2 separate regions of the Ovis aries genome follow, and region 2 is linked to region 1. The links are chromatin contacts, called in public Hi-C maps. All regions are on one chromosome and are shown on one strand. Each heading gives the region's core, a stretch centred on a gene start, on an enhancer-like site or on the middle of the called end of the contact. The rest is flanking DNA. Distances are from core to core; before and after follow the strand shown.

Region 1 (5,218 bases), core at 1,851-4,350:
AGGGCTCCATGAGATATGGGTGCCATTCCAGATGACATACTGGGAAGCAGGGCCCCTCAGAGCCCACTGGCTTCTCAGGAAGGTCCAGCACTAGCTCTTTGCCAGCCCTTCAGTGGCCCTGCAATGTTTTTATTATCCCACAGGCATTATACCCTCATAGGCTCCCACTGTATGCTTGGGGTGCAGGGGCAGTTTGATCCTGGCTTTGCTGGTCACGGAGGTGCTGGGCAAGGAGTTAACCTAAACCTCCACCGTTCTGTTACCACATCTGTGAGTATAGGGTGGCCTGTGGGGAACTGGCCCTGGATAGCTATCATCCCAGGGGAAGCAGTCTGTAGTGGGTTGAATGGTGGCCCCAAAAAGATGTGTTCTGGTCCCAGTACTTCAGCATGTGACCTTCCTTGGAAACAGAGACTTTTAAAAATATATTTATATATTTGGCTGTTCCAGGTTTTAGTTGCTGCACGCAGGATCTTCAATTTCATTGTGGCATGAGAGCTCTTTAGTTGCAGCATGTGGGATCTAGTTCCCTGATCAGGTATTGAACCTGTGCTCCCTGCATCGTGAGTTGTGGTCTTAGCCACTGGACCATCAGGGAAGTCACTGGAAATAGGATCTTTATAGATGTAATTAGTTAAGATGAGGTCACATGGGAGCAGGGTGGCTCTAGCCCAATAGGGCTGGTGTCTTTGGAAAAAGAACCTGTGAAGACAGACCTGGGAGGAAGGCCACGTGATGAGGGTGGAAGAGAGTGGAGTGATGTGCCAGTGGGCTGAGGGGCAGCAAGGATAGCGCCACTAGATACCTGAAGCTGGAAAGGGTGGGTCAGGATTCTATCCAGGGCCTTTGGAGGGAGCAAAGCCCTGCAGACACCTTGATTTGGGTTTGTGGCCTCCCAAACTGTTGTCTCATGCCCCATTTGTGGTCACTGTGCGGCCCCAGGACAGACACACGGTCCGTCAGCACTGGCTACAGTGTGGATGCAGCAGGCTGGCTGAAGAGTCACCTGCCTTGCAGGGTGGGTAGAGGGCACTCTGGGTGGAAGAGGGGGTCTGGTCTGACTGGCAGGATGGTGGGCAGGTCGGGGGAGACAGACTGGGAGAATGTTGGGTCTGGCCTGACCTGTGGGAAGATCGGGCAGGGAGCTGGGTAGAGAGTGATCAGTGTGTCCCTTCTCCCCTTCCACGAGCATCTACTGAGCTCCTGGACATGGGGCACAGTTAAGAGGCCGAGCTCCAGAGCCCAAGTGGACAAAGTTGCAGGCCCTAGTGGGGCTGTGGGCCCACCAGAAGTGACAAGGCCCTTCCCAGGGTGGTGAGGGCCCACCACCAGCCTCTATCATTCTGTGGGGGTGGGGGGGGGGCGCGTGATGTGCAGGGGCAGGGGAGTACTGTCCCTCTCTGGCCCAGCACCCCAAAAGCCTTATTTGGGGCTCAGGTGAGGGAATCAGAGGTTCTGGGATATTGGGCGATTGAAGTGGTAGGAGCTGGCCCCACCATAGGAATCGAGGGCCACCCTTAGGTTTAGTGCCCAGGGTCAGGATGGGGTTTATTGCAGGGACAGGGTTATGGTTGGGTGGGTCAGGGTTAGGGGGTAGAATTCGTGTTGGTGAAGTCACAGAGTTAGGGTCAAGGTCAGGGCTCAGGTTAGGGTTAGTGTCGGGGTAATTGGAGGGAGAAGGTCATGGTGGGGTTGGTCAGGTTTCAGAACGTGGATGGTGAGGTACAGAACTCTTGTTTGTTGTTAGGGTTTATTTTTATTCAAAAGTGTGTATCCTCTTGGCCCTTTTGGTTTACACACACAGACCCCAGAGCCCCTTCACTGGGGTTGACCCAGCACGCATGTAGTTCATATGTTGTTTCTGATCCTCAAATGCACGGGGAATGGAAGGCATTATCTCTACTTTATGGAGAAGAGCAAACAGAGTCCCAGAAAACTGTAACAAGAGGAGTGGGCCTGGGGTTTGAAGCTGGACTGCCCTTTGAAGCTGGGCTGGGGGCAGTGAGGCTGCCCAGGGCCTATGGGATATAGGTTAAAGGTCATGCGGATCCTCTGTGGCTTCCCCAGGCAGGAAGGCAGGGCTATTTTCACATGGTTTCTGTGCACTGATAGGATCACTTCTTCCATTTTCAAGGAGGCTTGAATTATTGATCTGCCTGATGTTTAATAACCCCTGGACCTCCCTCTAAGAGCTGCCTTTTAAAGCAGAACCTTTCTTACTATTAACTGTGCTGAGAGGTCTGGTAGGAACAGCTTGAGGACTGGCCCTGTGCAGCTAGAATGCCATCAGGGTGGAGAAAACACAGATGGAGAGGAGAGGCTGGACCAAAGACTATGTCCCCCTCTCTGCTGCCACCACTGCCTCTGTGCCCATTACTTCCTGGAGCTCCACGGTGCGATTGCCCAGGCAGGCTGAACCTTTGTTCGGACAACTGGTCCTCTTCGGCTCCAGTAGACCTTCAGATACTGGGGAAGAGGATCTCTAAGTATGGGGGCAGTGACATATTGGTTTGCTCGTTGCCTCTGTGAGGTGGTTTTGTTTTTTTTTTTAACCCGTAACTCGGACACACAAACACCAAAGCACACAGGTTATGAGTGCACACAAACATGAATTCTCATAAGCCAAGCACACGGTGCAACAGCGCCCAGATCAAGGGCGCTGGCCAGAAAGGCCATCCTGCCATCCTGAGCCCCGCTAATCCCGGACACGCAGAGCTCACTGCTTGCCCGCCTCTTCTGGGTCCCCCTCGCAGTGTCTGCCTGTTTCACTGCCGGAGGATCCACGCGTGAAGACGCAGTTCTCGTTGTCTCGGACTTTTACTCCGCTCCACGCCCACGTGCAGCCTGGGCCCCTCCCCTCCCAGGTACAGCTCCCCGTAAGCCCCACCCCGACCCGTCAGAGCCGCCAACAGCTTCCGGGCTCCGAGACCGGCGGGATCGCGGAACCCGGCCACCTGCCATCCGATAGTCCGAAACCTTCCTCGTCTGGTGTACCTGCGCGCGGGCGGGGCGCGAAGAATCCGGAACCAGATGTCAGGGCTCCCGTTTCCGGCCGGCGGAACCCGAGCGCTGTACCAAGAGCGCCCGGACGGCGGCCGACAGACTCAGGTTACCATGGCAACGCGGAGGGACAAGAGGCTGCTCGGGGCCAGCGTTCCAGGTGAGGCGCGGGCGCGGGGGCGACGCGGCGGGGCGCCAAGGGGCCTCAGGGGCCGGCGACGCGAGAAGCTGTGGCCCTTTGGGTCGCTTTTCACGGGCGTCGTCTCTTTTCTTGGAAAAACCCGAGACCTCCAAGTCCTGCCAGACGCCGCGCACTCCCTTGAGGCCACCCTGCAGGGCTGTGGGCGCGAGAGCGGTGCCGGGCCCGCGGAGCCCGGTACGCAGAGCCCGCCGGGCTCTTGTCTGAAGCGCGCGTGTCGCATGCGAGGTGGGAAGGCTAGGGCATTCGTTGGCGCCACGCTTTGAGTGCTCTGCGTTGTTGTTCGACTCCTTCAGGAACCTGAAGACGTGGGCGCCGCAGAGATGGGAGAGTTTACCGGTTCCACAGCCAGTGAGGACAGGTTCAGACCCAGGCAGCCTGGTCCAGAGTAACTAAAGAAAAAAAATTGAGATTTACAAAAGAGTTGCAGAATAAGTATAAAGATTGCCTCGGTGCTTTTACCAAGGTGCCCCCAAATGTTAATCTCTTATGTTACCATAGTTCTTTTTAGCCAACTGAGGAAACTTAGCTCATACAAAACCATGATCTAATGTACAGGATTTATTCAGACTCAGCAATTATCCCACGGATGACTTTTCTCTTTTACAAGATCCAATCCAGGACCGTCCGTGTTTTCTTTCTTATTCTTTAATCGGAAGTGCTTCCTCAGTCATTCCTTGACTTTTATGAGTCAATTATTTTGTAGAATGCCCCTCAGTTTGGGTTTTTCTGATGTTCCCTTATGATTACTTTTAAGTTATGCATTTTTGGTAAGAAAAACCTTTCCTGTGAAATTGTGTTTTTCTCTGCATCTTATCAGGAGTCATATAATGTCGATTTGTTCCATTACTGCTGATACTAACTTTGGTCGTTTGTGTTAGGGGATATCTACAAGGTGTTTCCATCATTGAGTTACCATTTTTCCCGTGGGGAGTTACTTTGAAAGTGTGTAAATATATTGTTTAAAATCACTAATTTTAGCATCCAGAAGTGAGCATTTTCTGAAACAATTGTAAGTGTTGCTTTTGCCACAGAGTGATTTTTTCATTTCCATTATTTTTACTTTCAAGTTGGAATTCTACTGTAAGGAAGAACCTTCCATATTTTAAGTTATTCAGTTATTTATCTTGGCGTGGACATTTTAATTTTATTTCATAGGTTATAGACCATTACTAAGGGCTTCCAAGGTGACTCAGTGGTAAAGAATCTGCCTGCCAGTGCATGAGACAGGAGAGATGGGGGTTCAATCCCTGGGTCAGGAAGATGCCCTGGAGCAGGAAGTGGCAACCCACTCCAGTATTCTTGCCTGGAAAATTCCATGGACAGAGGACCCTGGCTGGCTACAGTAATGGGGTTGCAAAGAATCACCCAAGACTGAGCATGCACACACAGAAATCCATTACTGTCATTTATTTTGTTGCTCTGTTGTGCAGATTTGGCCCATTCAGGTTGGCTTCCGTGTCCTTTTTAGCCTATCCCCAACATTTTGAGCACTTCCTTATTTTCTGGTACCATAGGATATTCTGGACTCAATCTTGTGCTTTCCTTGACCTAACCTGGAATCAGAAATTTCTCTGAGGTGTGTTGGTTCCTTTTAATTTAGAAGATTTTTTTTTTTTTTTAAGAAACCAAGATCTTTGGAGGTGTGCTCGTTGCTACTGGAGGGTTATTACTTTTTGGCTTTCTCAATGGGCAGCACTAGGAAGCATAAATTTGTGTACACCCTATACATCTCTATCTATTTCTATATCCATATATCTATCTGTATAAGTATTCAAAACTGAGTTTATACCTCCAATTTCAATCCGTCACCACAGGGTTCCTTCTATTAATACCTCCCTTTTTGCTCTCCAACTCCGGCTCCCGTTGTTGCCTCAGTCTGGTCTGGTCTTTGTCCCCCAGTCATGTCTGGCTCTCTGCAACCCCAAGGACTATCACCCACCAGGCTGCCCTGTCCATGGAATTCTCCAGGCAAGAATATTAGAGTGGGTTGCCATTTCCTTCTCCAGGGGATCGTCT
Region 2 (5,218 bases), core at 1,968-4,467, 150 kb after region 1:
TCTTCAAATTCACTGGTTCTTCCTTTTGCTAGTTCATGTCTGCTGTTGAGGCCCTCTGGTGAAATTTTCATTTTATTTTTTTTTATTTTTCTTTTTTTTTTGAAATTTTCATTTTAGTTATTGTGTTTCCAATTCATAATTTCCATTGGCTTTTTAAGAATCATTTAAAGATATTGATAATCTTAACTTGATGAGTCACCATCACATTTGAAAACAAAATCTTTAACCATGGTTTCTTTTTGTCCTTTGGACATATTTACAATAGCTACTTTAATTCTTTGCCTGCTAACTCCATCATTTGAGCCCCCTCAGGGACAGTTTCTAGGAACCATTTTTTTTTTTTTCCTGTGTATGTCCTAAATTTTTTGTTTGACTGTCTTATAAAATTTTTTTAAATACTAGGCATTTATAATATGTTGTAGTAAGTAGCTCTGGACTCTGACCCCCTCCCTGCCTTACTGTATGTGTTTATTGATGTTGGTATTTGTTTGTTCAGTTCCCAACCTGGGTGAATTCTATACAGTCTGTTTCCCCTACAGTGTGTGGCCACTGGTATCTCTACTGGATTTTTTTGGTTTTATTGGCCACACTGAGGCATGTAGGATCTTAGTTCCCTGACCAGGAATGGAACCTGTGTCCCTTGCATTGGAAGCACAGAGTCTTAACCACTGGACTGCCAGGTAAGTCCTCTACTAAATTTTTAAAAAATCTTTTTTGTTTTAGGGAATTCCTTGGTGGTTCAGTGGTTAGGATTCTGTACTCTCATGGCAGAGGGCTGAGGTACAATCCCTGGTTGGGGAACTTAGCTCCTACAAGCCATGTGGCAAGGCCAAAAATAAAACCTTTTTTTTATATGCAAGCCTGGTTTCCTAAGACTTATCCCTGGGCCATTATAGTTTAATGGCCAGCCAGTTATTAGTTAGTGATTATGCTTAAGTCTACTGAACTGGTAAGGCCTCACCCTTTGCAGTTAGCAGTTTATTGTTTGGGCCCGCCTTTTTCCTTGCACAAAGCCTCTTTCTTCTTCAGTCAGACAGGTGTATTTAGCTGTGGCCAACTCTGGTCTTTCCTTGCTATACGCACAGCCTAGCAAATCACTATCTTATCAAGACCCATCATGGCTAGCTCATCTACTGAATTTCTTTGTTAAATTTATGGCTGGAATACTGCTTTCTCCAACCAGTATCAGGCAGCCAAGATACAGGTTTCTACCCAGTTGTTTGGGGCTTCCCTGGTTGCTCAGACAGTAAAGAATCTGCCTGCAATGTGGGAAACCCAGGTTCAATCCAATCCTTGGGTCAGTAAAATCTCCTGGAGAAGAGAAAGGTTATCCACTTCAGTATTCTTGCTTGGAGAATCCCATGGACAAAGGAGCCTGGAGGGCTACAGTCCATGGGGTAGAAAAGAGTTGGACTTGACTGAGCAGCTAATACTTTCACCCTGTTGTCTGCTATGTGATTACAATTGTTCTCTGGGGCTTTCCCTAATTTCCCAGTCAAGTCAGCTCTCTCCAGAGTGTGTAGGAACTAGGAGCCCTCAAGGCCTACCAGGCTCTGGTGGAGTTACCAGTGGAAGGGAGGAAATAAAAGTTGTACAATACTGAAATCATAGACTCCCACTGGTCTTCTCATAGATGTGCGGTTCTTTTTTTTAAATAAGTGCTTTTCAAATATGGTACGAAATTTGATCAACTTCCAGAGTCCTGAAATGGTTGCTTTTAACAATTCTGTCCTTTTTTTTTTTTTTTGGTCCAGTTTTATCTTTGCTTTTTTGGGAAGAAATTTGGTGAGCTCCTCAATCTGCTGTGCCACAAATCCCACCCACGTATGTAAATGTAAAATTTCCAGTAGCCACATTTCAAGAAAGTTAAAAAGATAAAATTAATTGCAATAATATATTTAACCTGAAAAAAGAAAAAAAGAAAAAGTGTTAGTCTTAGTCTCTCAGTCCTGTATGACTTTTTATGACCCCATGGGCTGTAGCCCACCAGGCTCCTCTGTCCTTGGAATTCTCCAGGTGAGAACACTGGATTGGGCAGCTTTCCCTTCTCCAGGGAATCCACCCAGGGATCGAACCGGTGTCTCCTGCATTGCAGACACATTCTTTACCATCTGAGCCACCAGGGATTTTGCCATATTAGGCACTCATATGTAACCTAATGCAATATAAAAAATATAATTTCAACATATCATTAATATTTTTTAAATTATCAATTAACTTTTACTTTTTTTCCCCTAAGACTTTGAAACCTGGTGTGTCTTTTTCCTGTTATAGCACGTCTTAATTCAGACCACATTCCAGCACTCAAGATGTGACAGCTGGCTGCCATACTGGACACACAAGGATGGATATTTGATCTTAGGACATAGGGATTTTCAGGTGTGTTAATGATACTGCTCTAAAAATTCCTGTCTTTGGGGGATACTGAGATACTTAAGGATGAAATGATAAAATGAAACTTGGTTCTGCTAAAGGAAAAACTTTCCCTCTTCCCTTTTGGGACTGTTTAGGGGTCCTGCAAATTAAATTGACAAAAGACAGGTGAACAGGAAGAAAGTATATTCACAACCCTCTGGCGGATACAGAAGACAGACACTCAGTAATCAGAGGTAGAGGTTTCTGTACCAAAGGTAATAGGAGAAAGGGAGGGAGAAGGGGGAAACGAGGATCAGTCGGTTTCTTTAGGACAGGGAAGCGAGTATTTAGGAGAATGAGCAGGAGGTAAGGTTGTTATTATATTCGCTAACCCGGTGGCTCTCGCACGTCTTAAGTTTACCATGAAGAATTCTGTGGGTCTGGGAGGCCGAGCGCGGCGCTTTGGGGGCCGCGGGACAGGAATTTCACGCGGTGTTTGCTTTCCGAAATAAAACAGAGATTTTTGGTCCTTCGAAGATCTTTATGAGATTCCGCGTGGGGGCCGAAGAGAGGACTTCAGCCCCGAGCATCTGCTGGGGAGGGCGGGAGCTCGGGTACGGTGGCACCGGGCGATAACCAGCCCCCGCAAGCGAGGGGAGAGTCCCGGCGGCCCCTGTCCGGCCCTACCTCTGCGAAACTGCCCCGCCGCGCCCGGAGGAGTGGACTTCTAGTCTACGACCCCGACTCCGCACACAGCCCCTCCGCCGCGCGGCGGGCCCTTCAGCAGCCGGGCGCGGTTTCCCGGGAATGCGTTTCTCGCAGCACCGCGGGCCGCCCGGAACGGCCTGGCGGAGCACCTCCCGGCGGCCCCAGCGCGGAGCCCTGGGCCCGGCGGCGGCCGGGTGGCGGCCCCAGCGTGGCGGTCTCAAGTCGCGCTGCGAGCCCAGGATCCTCACTCCGCGGTACCCTAGCCGCATCCCCGGAGCTCCCGGTGGGACCCCTAGTGGGCCCCTGGCTATTCCCCCCTGTTCCGAAGGGCCCAGCTGCGTAGAAAGGAGCCGCGACCCGGTTCGGGCGCCCAGGTGGCTCGGCTCCGCCCAGGTAGGTAGGTTCCCTTCAGGTTTGACCCGCGGTTCTCTGGGGCCCCGGGGGTCTTCCTTCGGGTGGAGGTGGAAGGCCCCGCGCTCGGCGCCTCGTGTCCAGGCCTCTGTGGGCATCATCTTGATTTTTACATGTAGCTTCACAGTTCCCGAAAATAAACCCACAGCTGGGCGCTTAGGCAGTTGTTAAGCCGATGACCCTGCTTAATAACTCCCAAAGTAGTACAGGAGGTGGGTGTTCTCTGACAGTGAGCCCCTCGTCACGATCTGTTCCTTTGGGGTTTCGATTGTAAGCCTCAGGCTACCTACCACCTGTTAAGTCACTGTAGGGAACAGTGTCTCTGATAAGGTCGGCCAGGCATGGGTAAGATAAGCCAGAGGGAACGTCCTCGTAGTGCTTTTATACATCTGACACCCAGAGGAGGGCAGAGTGTCCAGGTGACTGCCCTGTGCCCCTTGGTGGGGTCGCCACAGGGTGGTCCTGCCTTGGTGGGGGTCTCCAGGCCTTGTGGGTTGTAGCTGCCTTTTGTGATGGCCTCCCCTGGGCAAAGCACTGACAGGACATCACTCACTGTTCCATTTATTCTTCATGCCAGTCCTGCCAGGCAGACATCTTAATCCCGCTAAGAAGTGAGAGGTTAAAGCGCAGAAAGTTTGAGTAACCTGTCCACGGTCTCCACTGGAAGGCGATGGCAATGAGGCGTCAGTTCCTGTCCTGCATCAGCCGACACCCTTAGCACCCGCATTTGTGACCATCAGGCAGCGCTAGAGCAGCCTTGAGGGGGTCACCTCCTGCACCTGCGCTCCACTGGCTGCGGCTGAGCCCGTGGTCTTGCCCTTCAGTGTGAAGGCAATGCCAAAGCTGGAAGGCTTCGAGTTCTGGAGCCGCACCCTTCGGGGGGCCCGCCACGTGGTGGCCCCCATGGTGGACCAAAGTGAGCTGGCCTGGAGGCTTCTGAGCCGCCGACATGGGGCCCAACTGTGCTACACACCCATGCTGCATGCCCAGGTTTTTGTCCGTGATGCCAACTACCGCAAGGAGAACCTGTACTGCGATGTGTGCCCTGAGGACCGGCCTCTCATTGTACAGGTTAGCGGCCCAGCCTCCAACGCTGGCCGAGAACCCTTTCCTGGGCTTTTCCAGAAAAGGCTTCCCGACTTTCCGAGATCAGAGGGGCAACAGCAGGCTGGTTCTTGCAGAGGTTGACCTCTCCCCAGTAGCTGCCTCAGACTTTTGGCAAATGGATGGCTTGGGTGCCGGGGAAGATTTGCAGGCCCTCCCTCCCGCCCCCTTGACATCACCCCAAGTGCCCCCTCTTTATCAGACAGACAGAACAGCTCTGCTCTTGGCAAAGTCAGTGATCCTGGCTTTCTGCTACATCTGGGAGGACTGTGTGAATCTGTAACTTGCCCTGCTGGTGGTATGGGGGTGCATCCTAGCTTGGTCACGTTGCCTTTTTTTGTGTGTGTGCCACACTGTGTGACATGTGGGATCTTAGTTCCCCAACCGGAGATTTGAACTCGTGTCCCGTGCAGTGGAAGCATGCCATCTTAACCACTGGACCACCAGGGAAGTCTCTAGCTTGGTCATATTGTATACATCTAAGATAGGATACCATCCTGCAGTCATCCGCTGGGGCCACACCCTCGCTGGGTCACCTATGAACCCCTGGGCAGCCCTCGTACCAGGGCCTGGCTGGGGCTTGTGGCAACTTTCATGTCTCTTCCAGTTCTGTGCCAATGACCCAGAGGTGTTTGTCCAG

The links. A called contact is a pair of places that touch in the nucleus more often than the background predicts.
Region 2: a contact with region 1 is called in a Hi-C map of liver, with 2.7 times the contacts expected there. The contact joins the promoter of DUS1L here to the promoter of CCDC57 in region 1. A contact is called at or near these places in 2 of 16 Hi-C or Micro-C datasets (hypothalamus and liver).

Annotation. Positions count from the first base shown.
Region 1 is chr11:50,161,983-50,167,200 of ARS-UI_Ramb_v3.0, forward strand. It overlaps CCDC57 (coiled-coil domain containing 57), which reads left to right and starts at 3,101. Exons shown (of 18, transcript XM_042256231.1): 1 at 3,101-3,160. The coding sequence starts at 3,115.
Region 2 is chr11:50,308,629-50,313,846 of ARS-UI_Ramb_v3.0, forward strand. DUS1L (dihydrouridine synthase 1 like) reads left to right here and starts at 3,218. Exons shown (of 14, transcript XM_042256235.1): 1 at 3,218-3,456; 2 at 4,052-4,545. The coding sequence starts at 4,309.